4 separate regions of the Mus musculus genome follow, and all the other regions are linked to region 3. The links are chromatin contacts, called in public HiChIP or PLAC-seq and capture Hi-C maps. All regions are on one chromosome and are shown on one strand. Each heading gives the region's core, a stretch centred on a gene start, on an enhancer-like site or on the middle of the called end of the contact. The rest is flanking DNA. Distances are from core to core; before and after follow the strand shown.

The links. HiChIP or PLAC-seq counts read pairs in DNA pulled down with a chosen protein or histone mark. Capture Hi-C pulls out chosen DNA fragments and counts their contacts.
Region 1: an H3K4me3 HiChIP or PLAC-seq map of embryonic midbrain shows a contact between it and region 3, with 5 times the contacts expected there. The contact joins two enhancer-like sites. A contact is called at or near these places in 2 of 484 Hi-C or Micro-C datasets (the N1E-115 cell line and embryonic stem cells), 2 of 115 datasets of contacts at active chromatin or transcription factors (embryonic midbrain and embryonic stem cells) and 1 of 9 other capture datasets (embryonic stem cells).
Region 2: a capture Hi-C map of embryonic stem cells shows a contact between it and region 3, with 2.9 times the contacts expected there. The contact joins two enhancer-like sites. A contact is called at or near these places in 1 of 15 datasets of contacts at CTCF or cohesin (embryonic stem cells), 1 of 484 Hi-C or Micro-C datasets (the 3T3-L1 cell line), 2 of 115 datasets of contacts at active chromatin or transcription factors (embryonic midbrain and embryonic stem cells) and 1 of 9 other capture datasets (embryonic stem cells).
Region 4: a contact with region 3 is called in an H3K4me3 HiChIP or PLAC-seq map of embryonic midbrain, with 4 times the contacts expected there. The contact joins two enhancer-like sites. A contact is called at or near these places in 1 of 15 datasets of contacts at CTCF or cohesin (embryonic stem cells) and 2 of 115 datasets of contacts at active chromatin or transcription factors (embryonic midbrain and embryonic stem cells).

What each region holds. Positions count from the first base shown.
Region 1 is chr8:108,480,201-108,483,074 of GRCm38.p6, forward strand. It overlaps a transcript of Zfhx3 not described here. Among named protein-coding and RNA genes, the nearest start is that of Gm39243, 9.3 kb to the left of the region's middle. Within about 2 kb of position 1,366, at least 34 of the 459 cell types and tissues checked have an H3K27ac peak or open chromatin away from gene starts, as enhancers often do.
Region 2 is chr8:108,449,691-108,452,720 of GRCm38.p6, forward strand. It overlaps a transcript of Zfhx3 not described here. Among named protein-coding and RNA genes, the nearest start is that of Gm39243, 21 kb to the right of the region's middle. Within about 2 kb of position 1,376, at least 14 of the 459 cell types and tissues checked have an H3K27ac peak or open chromatin away from gene starts, as enhancers often do.
Region 3 is chr8:108,899,335-108,902,376 of GRCm38.p6, forward strand. All of the region lies in intron 4 of Zfhx3 (zinc finger homeobox 3), which reads left to right. Among named protein-coding and RNA genes, the nearest start is that of Mir3108, 36 kb to the right of the region's middle. Within about 2 kb of position 1,372, at least 25 of the 459 cell types and tissues checked have an H3K27ac peak or open chromatin away from gene starts, as enhancers often do.
Region 4 is chr8:108,509,832-108,512,652 of GRCm38.p6, forward strand. Gm42041 (a long non-coding RNA gene) reads right to left here. Exons shown (of 2, transcript XR_879161.2): 2 at 2,460-2,706. It also overlaps a transcript of Zfhx3 not described here. Among named protein-coding and RNA genes, the nearest start is that of Gm42041, 13 kb to the right of the region's middle. Within about 2 kb of position 1,275, at least 32 of the 459 cell types and tissues checked have an H3K27ac peak or open chromatin away from gene starts, as enhancers often do.

The DNA of each region.
Region 1 (2,874 bases), core at 116-2,615, 420 kb before region 3:
CCAGGAATCTGCTGCAGTCCTGGGCTCTCTTATCAGGCAGGGTTTGAGTGGATCTCAGTACACACAGAAGCCAGGCCTGGGCATTGTTGGATTTTATCACCTCTAAAAGAGGATGCAGTATGTAAAATGAAAGCATCTACCGTTGGGCGATGTTAACATATCAAAGCCATCTCTGCTTTCTTCCTTTCCTGGGCTCTCTCCCGCCGTAATAGATACAGGCTGGCAAAGTTATTAATGCAGAAACTTCCTGGGACTCGGGGCATTTCAAAGGATCGGAAATTCTCGGGCACCGCAGTGGTGAATGTTGGCTTTAGCACTGCCGGCGAGCTCAAGTTGCAGAGATGGTAACTAGGAAAACTCACCCGACTGCACGGACTCTCATTTCCAGTTGTGTGGAGATGCGCGAGGCAGGGCCATTTGGGGCAGGGGAGGCTGATTGCTCTTTCTAAGCTGCAGTCCGTGACTTCCTTTATTGTCTTGAGCTTCTAGAACACAGCAGTGCCCCCGGATGCTGTCCCTGGGCTGTTTCCAAATCCGTTGCTCCATGTCATTGGACCAATTATCTAGAATCTACCCAATGTAATGGCCACCAATGTGCTTACATGCAAAGAGTTGTGAGCCTCTGTACTTCATGATAGATGGTAGATCTACACGTGGGCTTTCCTCTTACCCGGGCACTCTGCCTGGTAGAACAGCCTCTTCTCTAGCTACTCCAGGTCCATTGCTTCCTTCCTGAGAAATCCAGACCTACTCCTCCCCACCCCCACCCCCACACCCCCATACAGCCTCCTCCTCTGTCCAGCCTAGCCTCTGCCATCAGATTACCAGGTAGTCACTAGTGTATGTGTGACTCTTTCCCTCTTCTTGTATCATTTTTCCTAGGCTGCTTTTTCTTCCCCCTCGTTTTATTTTTATTTTATTTTATTTTATTTTATTTTATTTTATTTTATTTTATTTGTGGTCTCTGTCACTCCACTGGGGCAAAAGGGTAAAGGGATCTGGCACTAAGTGCGAGCAAATGCTGAATCTGGAATCTATCTTCCAGGCGGCACAATGCTAAAAATGCATGGCAGGACAGCCGCCACTGACACACTCTCAAAGACATATTGCAGGTAGCATTATTTATTGTGGCAAGGAGTTCATAGAACTGCTGCCTCAAAGCACCCCGAGAGATCCTAAAAAGCCCATCTCCCATCAGGTGAGGCAGATTTATGGAGGCAGCCCCAGAGAGGTCAGGCAGTAGGGCTTAGGAAGCAGGCTCCTTTCAGAAAGCCTGGATTCCCTTAACATATTCAGTGCAGTGCGATTGGTTCAAAGGAGGGCTTGAGTCTGTAATGTTGACCATAAAATTGCAGTGACATGCTGCTTTAGATAAGAGGGCTGAGGGAAGGGGGCAGGGATGCTGCGAGCCCAGGAGCAGCCAACGCAGGCAAGACCCTGGAGCATGCGCTGAGATTTGAGGTTAATGTGTGGGGGAGAGGCCGGAGGGGGATGGGCCCAGGCAGATGAATGTTCACACAAAGGAAAACCGAACCCACTGGCCCAGACATGGCAGATAAGCCCTGAGTCCGTGCAAAAGCAAAGCCAGGTGCACACAGGCACATGGGAATACATGCAAGACCTTCAGGGGTACGTGTAACCATCCAGATTGGAAAATATACTAAGGCAAAGCCAGCTAAGCTAGGCTCACCATTGTCCTGGAGTATAGAAAAAAAAGGGCTGCATCTCATGATCCCTGCCAATTTGATTGGTGTTTCTCCTGCTTTACATCAGCCCTGGGCACACAATATGGGCTTACCAGTTCTGGGTGCAAAGATTCTTTATTTTATTTTATTTTATTAGATATTTTCTTTATTTACATGTCAAATGTTATCCCCTTTCCTGGTTTCCCTCCCTAAGTCCTCTCCCCTTTTCCCTTTCCCCCTCCCCCTGCTCCCCAACCCACCCACTCCTGCTTCCTGGCCCTGGCATTCCCCTACACTGGGGCATAAAGCCTTCACAGGACCAAGGGCCTCTCCTCTCATTGATGACCGACTAGGCCATCCTCTGCTGCATATGTAGCTGGGGCCATGAGTCCCATCGTGTGTACTCTTTGGTTGGTGGTTTAGTCCCTGAGAGCTCTGGGAGGTACTGGTTAGTATGATTCTTAGGCAAATAGATGGATCTGGAACATATCATCCTGAGTGAAGTAACCCAATCACAAAAGAACACACATGATATGCACTCACTGATAAGTGGGTATTAGCCCAGAAGCTCGGAATACTCAAGGTACAATTCACAAACCACATGAAACTCAAGAAGAAGGAAGACCACAGTGTGTATACTTCGATCCTTCCTAGAAAAGGGGAACAAAATACCCATGGAAGGAGTTACAGAGACAAAGTGTGGAGCAGAGACTGAAGGAATGACCAGCCAGAGACTGCCCCACCTAGGGAATCCATCCTATATACAACCACTAAACCCAGGCACTACTGTGGATACCAAGAAGTGCTTGCTGGTAGAAGCCTGATATAGCTGTCCCCTGAGAGGCTCTGCCAGTGCCTGACAAATACAGAAGTGGATGCTCAAAGAGCACAAGGTCTCCAATGAAGGTGCTAGAGAAAGTACTCGAAGAGTTGAAGGGGTTTACAGCTCCATAGGAGAAGCAAAGATTCTTAATTCACAACAACCATCTAGGCCAGTAGTAGTTCTCAGCCTGTGAGTCACAACCCCTCTGAGGGTTGCCTACCAGATATCCTGCATATCTGATATTTACATTAAGATTCACAACAGTAGCAAAATTGCAGTTATGAAGTTACAACAAATAATTTTGTGGCTGCGGGGAAGGGGGGCAGGGGAGAAGGCAAGTGTCACCATAACACTCAGGACTGTATT
Region 2 (3,030 bases), core at 126-2,625, 450 kb before region 3:
ACCCTGCATTTGAGCCTTGTTGGGCAAGCAATGGTGGAGCAGCTATGGGGACTGATTGGCAAGTATGCTTGACCACCTTAGCCATGATGATCCTATCAGTCCCTTAGGTCCATCAGTTCGACAGAGAAAATCCTCTGTAGCTGAACTTGCTCCTTTGTGGTACTTGATGGATTCGGAAAAGTTACAAGCAGTCAGGATCAAGTCCTGTTACCTAATATTTTGTTTATTCATTTTTGTGTTTGTTTAACACATCATGATGTGTGTGTGTGTGTGTGTGTGTGTGTGTGTGTGTGTGTGTGTGTGTGTGTATTTGCGCGCAGAGCACCGGTGTATTCACCCATGCCTGTGCACCTCACCAGAGGTTGTCATCAGGTTTCTGCTTCTGTCACTCTTCATCTGATTTATGAAACAAGGCCTCTCATTGGACCTGTTGACCATCATTTAAGATAGTCTGGCTAGCCAGCCAGTCCCCAGAATCTTCCTATTGTATTTGGGCCCCCACCACATGTCCTGGATCCAAACTTGGGTCTTAACAAGCATTTTACCCATGGAGCCATTTCTCCAGCTCCAGCTCTTTAACCACTGCAGCCTCTCATCTCAGATCCATCCCTGCATTCGTTGAATTCAGCATTATAAAATCTCTGGAAATTTTGAAGTCACCGGGAGAGCTGTTTGTTTGTTTTTGATTGGGCCCTTTGTTTTATGTTTCTTTGTTCTTTGTTGGCAAGGCCTTGCGATTACAATTTGGTAAATATTAGTATCATTATTAGTGTTAACACCATAATAGTTTGACATTTTTTTCTTACAAGAATGGACCTTATTAAATTGGAGAAATGGTGTGCTTTATTTATTTCTTGGATTTCCTGAAAAATACACTTGGGCTATTGGAAGCCATGAGTTTGCTACCTAGTCCTTGATTTTATGCGTACTATTTAGATATACCCTTAATTGTTTTTAACTGTGTTTCGAAGAGAGCTGCTGAATTTAGTTAGATTGGTCAGGGAGTCTCATACACACACACACACACACACACACACACACACACTGGTGAGAAGCTAACAAACTCAAGAACAAAACGGGCCATTAACATTAGAGTTGAACAAAGGAACGTCTCATGTCAAGCAGATTGAGAAAGTGCTCGTTTTCTAAAAAGAAACAAGGAAAAGAGGGAAAGAGATCCTCTTAACCGGCTGAAAAGAAGATCACAAGACCAGGACCAGAAAAGGGGGGGGGGGGCACGACTCAAACTTGACCACCCAGAGGCCTCCCTTCCACTTGTGCCCGCTTCTGTTCCCAGGCTCTTGAGCCCCCAGCTCCTTGGTTCTAATCTCTCAGAGCACAAAAGCGAGAGACTGTGAGTAGCCACTCACAGGCCCTTTGAGGAGCGGACAGAACAATGGCCCCTCTGCCAGCCTTAGGAGCTATGGGGCGGGGCCAAGGGTGGGGCTAGCGGGGTGGGGGGTGAGGAAGCAGCCCTACAGGAAGGTCCCCACCTCCTTAACTTTCCAGGATGAAGTGGTCTCCTGGAGGCAAAGCTAGCATTTCATTCTAGCCGCTCGGTTCATTATTCAGTCTGTCCTCGGCATTTAGGCTTAGTTAATGTTTTCTTCCGTGGCTGCCCTTAAGCCCTCGCCATCCCATCAACCCTTAGAGCTCTGCTGTCTGAGCTCTGCCCCTACCTCCGTGAAAACTGCCTTCTCACAGGTCAGTTCCCTCGACAGCCTCTTCTCCCTTTTCATCCTAAGAGATTGCTCATCATGGAGAGGCATGGATATTACCGAGGACCGTCATGGCCTCCTGTTTCCTTAAACCCCCTTTTCGGACATTGAAGGCTGGTGTGATCCCACCATAGCTAACCTCCTGCTTCTTTCTCCTTCCACCTGAAGAGCTTAGCTCTGGTCTCCACCACTTTCTCGAGGCTCTCAGTTCATCTAGGCTCATTCCACATATACCACCCAGCCTCATCAGGAACTCTAGATGGACATACCACCCACTTGGCATGAGAACCCAGACCTTCTGCCTCTGGTTAGGAGGGGGAAGTGACCCCAGCCCTTCCCCTGTGTATCTTTTGTTTCCCACCTAGAGGGAGAACTTCCTGTGACCTCATGTCATGACTTTTGCTGCAGTGTTCTGCCTCTTGTGCTTGAAGCATCTCTGTGTGCCAACCCCTCTCCCATTCCCTTGCACAGTCGTTCTTGGTTTGAGGTTCCTGTTGTCCCTCTGGAAAGGCCAAATGCCATCTGACTTTTCCACACCTAGTACCTTCATGGCAGTGCCTGTTAAGCTCATTCTATATGCTACCATCAGCTTAGTATTGCCAAACTAATGCCATCATCAGGAGCCTAGTGAACATATTATAGGTTTTTAAACTTTCCATGTTAAAAATGCTTAGTAGATAAATATAGAGGGGAAAGGACAAACAGATGAGAGGAAAGAAAGTAGAGTGGAGAGGAAAGGAAGGGAAGGGGGGGAGAGGGGAAGAAGGATAGGGGAGGGGAAGGGGGAGGGGGAGGGAGGGGAGACGAGACGAGGCAAAGCCAGGTTTGCTTCCAGGTTTCTTGCTAACTTGGTTTCTAAGAATGAGTCCTTTTCTGCATGTCAGCTTTACCCTGTAGCAGCCCTGGCCACCGCTGCTCCTGAGCGCTGTCTCTACTGAGAACCCACCAACCCTGGTGAATTCTCATGTAGCCATCTTACCTAGCACTTCACAATATCAGTGCCCCATCATGGTTGTCTGTGGCTTTGACCTGTTTTGGGACTAACTAAACGTATGCCAGCCAAATGGACCCATGCAGTAGACTCTTAAATAGTAACCCAAATTTCTCTTGACCATGTAAAAAGTTTCACGAGAACTTTCAAGAAGGTCTAGTTGTTGAATACAGTTGAGAACAATGAGAGGAAAAATTGAAACTAATTTTCTGTGTATGTTACCAAGGAGCTTTTCAGCCTTTTTTGACTTCAGGAATCCTTCACATCGGCTGATGGGAAGGGTCCGTCCATATCTCCTGATTCTCTTTCTCAGGAAGAAAC
Region 3 (3,042 bases), core at 122-2,621:
GGCTGGGCGTGGCTGGGCTGGGCGTGGCTGGGCGTGGCTACAGCCCCTGCCAGCCCGGCAGCCGTCCCTGTGCATGTGATTACCTCATTGTGGAACCATTCATTGACTTGGCTGCACCATGCTGATGAACTGAGACCGAGGACAAGAGCTCCTAATTGAGGGAAATAAATTCCCATCACAGGCCTGTCTGCGGCCAGGAGTAAGGACACACTGCATTGGGTCTGCACAGTGTTGGGGTGGGGATGCAGGTGTTTGTGTGGATACAAAGAGACAGCCTCCCCCACCCCCGCCCCCTTCCAGCCTGCATATCCATTGGGTATGGTGGTCGGAAGAAGGATGCAGGGGGCTGTGGTCCTGCCTCTGTCTCCCACTTGATGCCTTAGTTCCAGGAGGAAGTCTCGTGTGTGTTTGCACACTGCCGTCTTTCTGTGCACCTGCAGGGCAGGCACCTAACATGGCCTCCCTCAGGGTTCCCCACACCTGTGTTGTCTGTCATTTGCTCCATCTCTCTGTGTGCTTGCTGGCCTTCAGCTCTGTGCTCTTCAGGTCTCCCTCTTTGAAGACACTGAAGGGACACACCTCATTGCTGCCTTCCTCAGTAGAAGTTGTGTTTTGAAATGAGGCAAGGTGTGAGCAGGGTTGCTTTCCCAGTTATTCATCCACTTGCAGACGATTCAACAAAGAACTAGGCCTGGAAGTACTGACCACGGGAGCACTTAGCAAGACCTTAAGACAAAGAATTTAGGAACAGAGGGCTAGAGAGATGGCTCAGTGGGCAAAGTGCTTGCCATGCAAACCCAAGCCTGGTTCCCAGCACCCGTGTAAAAAACGGGGTGAAAGCAAGGTGCTGAGGTATGTACCCACATTCCTGGTGCTAGGGAGGCAGAGGCAGGAGGTGGAAGATTTCTAGGACTGAAGGTGAGCTCCAATTTCAGAGAGAGGCCGTGTCTTGAAAAAGGCAGAAAAGCTATCGAAGACGCTAGACAGTGTCTTTGGCTTCCACATGTACACATGAAGATGTACCCTCCACACCGCCATGAGCCACAAAGACAGACACACAAGAGAATCTAGGGATGAGAATCATTTTCAGAAAGCTGAACCAAAGAGTCCCACGAGCAGCCGCCCACGTTAACACGCCTGACCATCTCGCGACCGTGGATTTCCTAAGATGGGCAATGCGGGTCACCAGCCTCCGGTATCCCAGGTTGGCCGTTCCGAATCAGTTGTTTAGTTCCCAGTGAAGAGATCCCCCCTCCGGTGCTGTCTGGGTCGTAAGAGACATTTCCTGGAATGCACAGCCCATGTGCTGCCCACATAATGGCTGGGCCAGAGAGGAAGGTTGCCTCAGTTACAAAGAAGCACGGGCGGCGTACAGGCAGAGCAGAAGAGAAAAGGAGAGCCCTCACTTGACACCCTGTGACCCCAGCTGGTGGAGCTGAATGCTGGAGAGGCAGGGCTGGAATTGCAGTCACTTTAGATTATTTGGAGTGAGGAGAGGCAGGGAAAAAAAGGGTCTGTTGACTACAGGAAGCTGAATTCTTCCCCTACTGAAAAGCTTATTAGCGGAAGGGGAAAAACAATTACTTGACTTTGCCGGGCTCTCCGCGGCTGGGACTCGGGCCTGTGGCAGCAACCCTGCCACCCGAAGCCTTGGACTTACCCCGGACCTAGAGTGCTTCTGGGATCCACCCTTCCCGAAAAGATCATGGAGACATAAAAAGGGGAGGGGGGTGCAAGCATTGTCCTTTGTCCTGGCTTTAAAGCCTGGTAAGTTTCCGGCTTAAATGATATCTGGGATGTCATTTTCCAGCGGGGCAGAGAGTGAGGCACTATTTCATTTGCCTAGAAACTCAAATATCTGGGGTGTTGGGGGCCAGCCCTGTTTCTGAGTGCAGGCTTTTAGGTTTGTCTCTGGTGAGCTTGGTTCTGATTCCTGTTTGTCTTTTCTCTGAAAACACTGAGTCGCCGGCTAGAGACTCCCTGTCTCCACGTGGCTCCCTTCATGAGCAGAGCAAAATGCCAGCCTCCTCCTTTGGTCACGTGATCCTTGCTTGACTTGAGCGCTGTCCCCTCCTCCCCTTTATGGCCCTCATCTTCCAGTGAGCTCCCTTGATGACCAGTCCGTCTCTGAGCCTATCTCTTGTCGTCACTTCCTCTAAACAGAATTCCTCCTCTACACGCATGCAGAGCCCGCGGGTGACCGGGTTTCTGCAAACCGTCCTTTCCCTCCCCAGTGTCTTATGCTCGTGTAACACATGTTCTCTCCTTCGGACCACGCTGCTTATTTACTCTTTTTGACTTTTCTAAATGAGAAAGAAGTCTCTGATTTTGCTCAGCCCCCACCCCCACGCCCTACCCCGCAACTACAGCTACCCATTTTACCTAGATACCTCTTTGGCCCAGCAGCGCTTGTCTGCTGTCTCTTCAACCTCCTCACTCTTTCTCAAAGGCCCGGTGCATCCTATCTTCTCTCAGGACACTTCCTGTTTCTGACTCTTCACTGAAGTCCTTTAGTATCTCTGTCAGTCCATAGGGTATTAGCACCTTTTGGAGAGAACTCTGTATGCTTTCTTAATTGAAAAATGTTTTTATTTTATTTTACGTGTGTGTGGGGGGGTTGGGGTGTGTGTGTGTGTGTGTGTGTGTGTGTGTGTGTGTGTGTGTACCATGTGCATACAGTGCCCATGGAGGCCAGAAGTGGGTACTGGATTCCTGGAACTGGAGTTACAGGCAGTTGTTAATCACCATGTGGATGTTGGGAACCAACCCCCAGTCCTTAGTCAGAGCAGCAAGTGGCCGCACCAACTGAGACACCTCTCCAGCCCCACCCATTCTCCACATTTTAAGATCCACTCTCCTCTAGTTTCCCCTTCACTGGCTATTGTCCATTCCCCACCCCTTTCTACATAGTGGTGGCACTGAGTATGTGGCGGGGTTGGGTATCTTTCCTTGTCCGCTTTTTTTGGACACTGTCCTCTCTGACATTGCTTGGAGCCTCGGCCGTTTGATTCCCTTCCTTCTTACAAGCCCGTGCCAGACCAT
Region 4 (2,821 bases), core at 25-2,524, 390 kb before region 3:
GAAGGTGAAGAATAAATGTCATAGGATGTGGGACACCCATGCGTGATATCCCCAAGAGATGCTAAAAGTTATTCTTATCATCGTAATCCTGTGTTTTCCACCCAGGAACAATTTCACCCCAGAAAGCACTTGCCAATATCAACCCAGGAAAGCCAAATGTTGGCACTGGGGATCTTATAGAGTAGCTCTCTACTTTGTTTCTGCGTCACTGTCAGCTTGATACTCGCAGAGTCACCTACCTAGGATAGGGGAACCTCAGCTAAGAATCTGCCTGGATCAGTCTGGTGTGTCCATGAGGCCCTTTCTTAATTGCTAATCGATAAGGGAGGGTCCAGCCGACAGTGGTGGTGCAGTGGTGGTTCAACTCCTAGGCAGCTGGGCCTGAGTTCTAGAAGAGAAACGTCTGGGTCGAGCCAGAGAGGGTGAGCCAGTAAGCAGCTTTGCTCCTCTGTGGTCTCCGCTTCCGTTCCTGCTTCCAGGTTCCTGCAGTAAGTCCTTCCCCTGGCCTCCCTTGTTACAGGATTTCAGATTGGCAGTGTCAGCTGAATAAGGCTTTAGCCACTGAGCCATCTCCCCGTCCTGCAAGAAGGAACCCAACAGTAGTTACTTGCTCTATTCCTTGATTGGTAATGGATGCCTGTCTGTGTTTGTCAAAACTCACTCTACCATATTTTTTTAAAGTGAAATTTTTCTTGAATATGAAGAATACCTTAATGAGCCTGACCTTAAAACAAAGCTAAAGGCCAACAAATGGGTGGCTGGAATCCAGACGGAGTGTTTCTGTTAGAATAAAAAGCAGATGGCTGCCCGGCTGAGGAGGCTCCGCAAAAAATAACCAGCGAACTTTAAATCCCAAAGTGGGGTTAGCCTAGGTCTTTGTTTCCCACCTGTGCACATGGTGGTTTCAGAACAGTCTCCAGCGGTGGGCACTGCTGTCAGCCAGGCATCTGCATGCCCATGGGTGTTCCCTGGGCCCACCCTGTTAGCTTTGGCTAGCTGTGAATAGCCGCTTTGCCTCCCAGCTGTTCACTGTCCTTCCATGGCAGAAAGTTTATATTCAGGGCCAAAAACCAGGCCACAGCCACAGCCTCCCCTGGGTCTCCATGGTTATCCTTCAGCAAGAAGAGAATGCAACCTTTTGGGTTGCACCAGCCCCTCGTTTTAAAACAAAGGCCTGCCGAGAGGGCCAGGTGTGCCCTGAGCACTCTGTGACTAGCAGAGTCAGACACGCTTGTTCGTCTGAATTAGCACAGAGCACAAGGCCTTTACCACGGTGCTAATTGCTATTGGGTGTAAACAAGCGGTCCCAGTATGTGGGCATGAGGCCGGACAAAACAGATGCCAGAGCCATTCAGAGCTCTGCCCTGCACGGTTGCTGTGCTGGTGGCTGAGAGTGACTTTGTCTAAATGTCAGTCTCCCGTGGGCCTGGTCCCCAGCAGTCCTAGATGAGTAACTGAGCAAGTGCAGCCCTTCCCCCTCCTGACCATACGTGTGGTACTTAGCACTCAGTTCTGCCTCCCACTTTCTTACACGGTAGGAAAATATGTACCACCTATAATTTCTCCCCTAAATGCTACCAGGCAAAGAATTCAGCCCTTTGAAGAGCCAGCTGCAACCCAAGGTTAACTTTGTCCACCAAAGTTCTTTTTTAAGATGTCTTTTATGAGCATATAGTAATTATATATGTTGGATTTCTTTATGACATTTTCATTCATGTATATATTTTAATCATATTCATCCCCCATCACACTTGGTTCCACTCTTCCTTTCCTCTTCTTCATTCCACTGTTCTGCTTGTGTGTGTGTGCGTGCATGTGTGTATGTGTGTATATGTATGTATGTGTGTATGTGTGTGAATGTGTGTGTTTGTGTATGTGTGTATATGTGTGTTTTAGTATGTGTATATGTGTATGTATGTATGTGTGTATTTGTATATATGTGTGTATATGTATGTGTATATGTGTATATGTGTGTATTTGTGTATGTGTATATTTTTGTATGTGTGTATATGTGTATATGTGTGTGTGTTATATGTGTGTATGTGTGCATATGTGTGTATATGTGTATGTGTTATATGTGTGTATGTGTGCATATGTGTGTATATGTGTATATGGTGTATGCATGTATTGTGTATGTGTGTATGGGGGGGTATGTGGGTATATGTTGTATGCAGCCACAGATGACCCAAATCACTCTTGCTGTTGCTACAGTGTTCTGGGACTCTGAAACACATGGATGTTCTTTGATTTACAGGGTTCTAGGCAGAAGCAAGTGAGTTTGTAGGCATGAAAGGACAAAGACCAAGTAATATGTGAAAAAGAAAGTCAGTCTTAGAGGAAGTCAGTCACCCCATCTTTCCTATTACCTTGTAATTGTGGGCTTATTGAAGCGAGGTCAACCTTGAGTTCATAACCAATAGGCTTTTGCTATGTAATGAAGAATTGAAAAACTTACTGACTCGATACAAGAAGTATTTATTATTTAGGTCATTGGCTGAAGGTTGGCTGGGGCACCTGAGGAGTTATACCATCTCTTCTGTTCTGGGACAACTTGGTTGTTCTCTGTGGTCTGCTGGAGGACCAGGGGATCTTGGATCCATGTCTGGCCACTGGCCATCGATAGGTTAGTATATGAGGGTCCCACTAGCACTGCTCAGATCATCCTTCCACAGGCTACTCTGGGCCTTCCTGCAGGGCAGCAGCCTTCTAAGAGAGAGAATGAAGAGGCTGTGAGATCCCTTGTAACAAAAGCTCTAGTCCCATATTGTATCATTCCATGGGAAAATAAACCCACTTGCTTTATAAGCAGAGCTACAGGAAT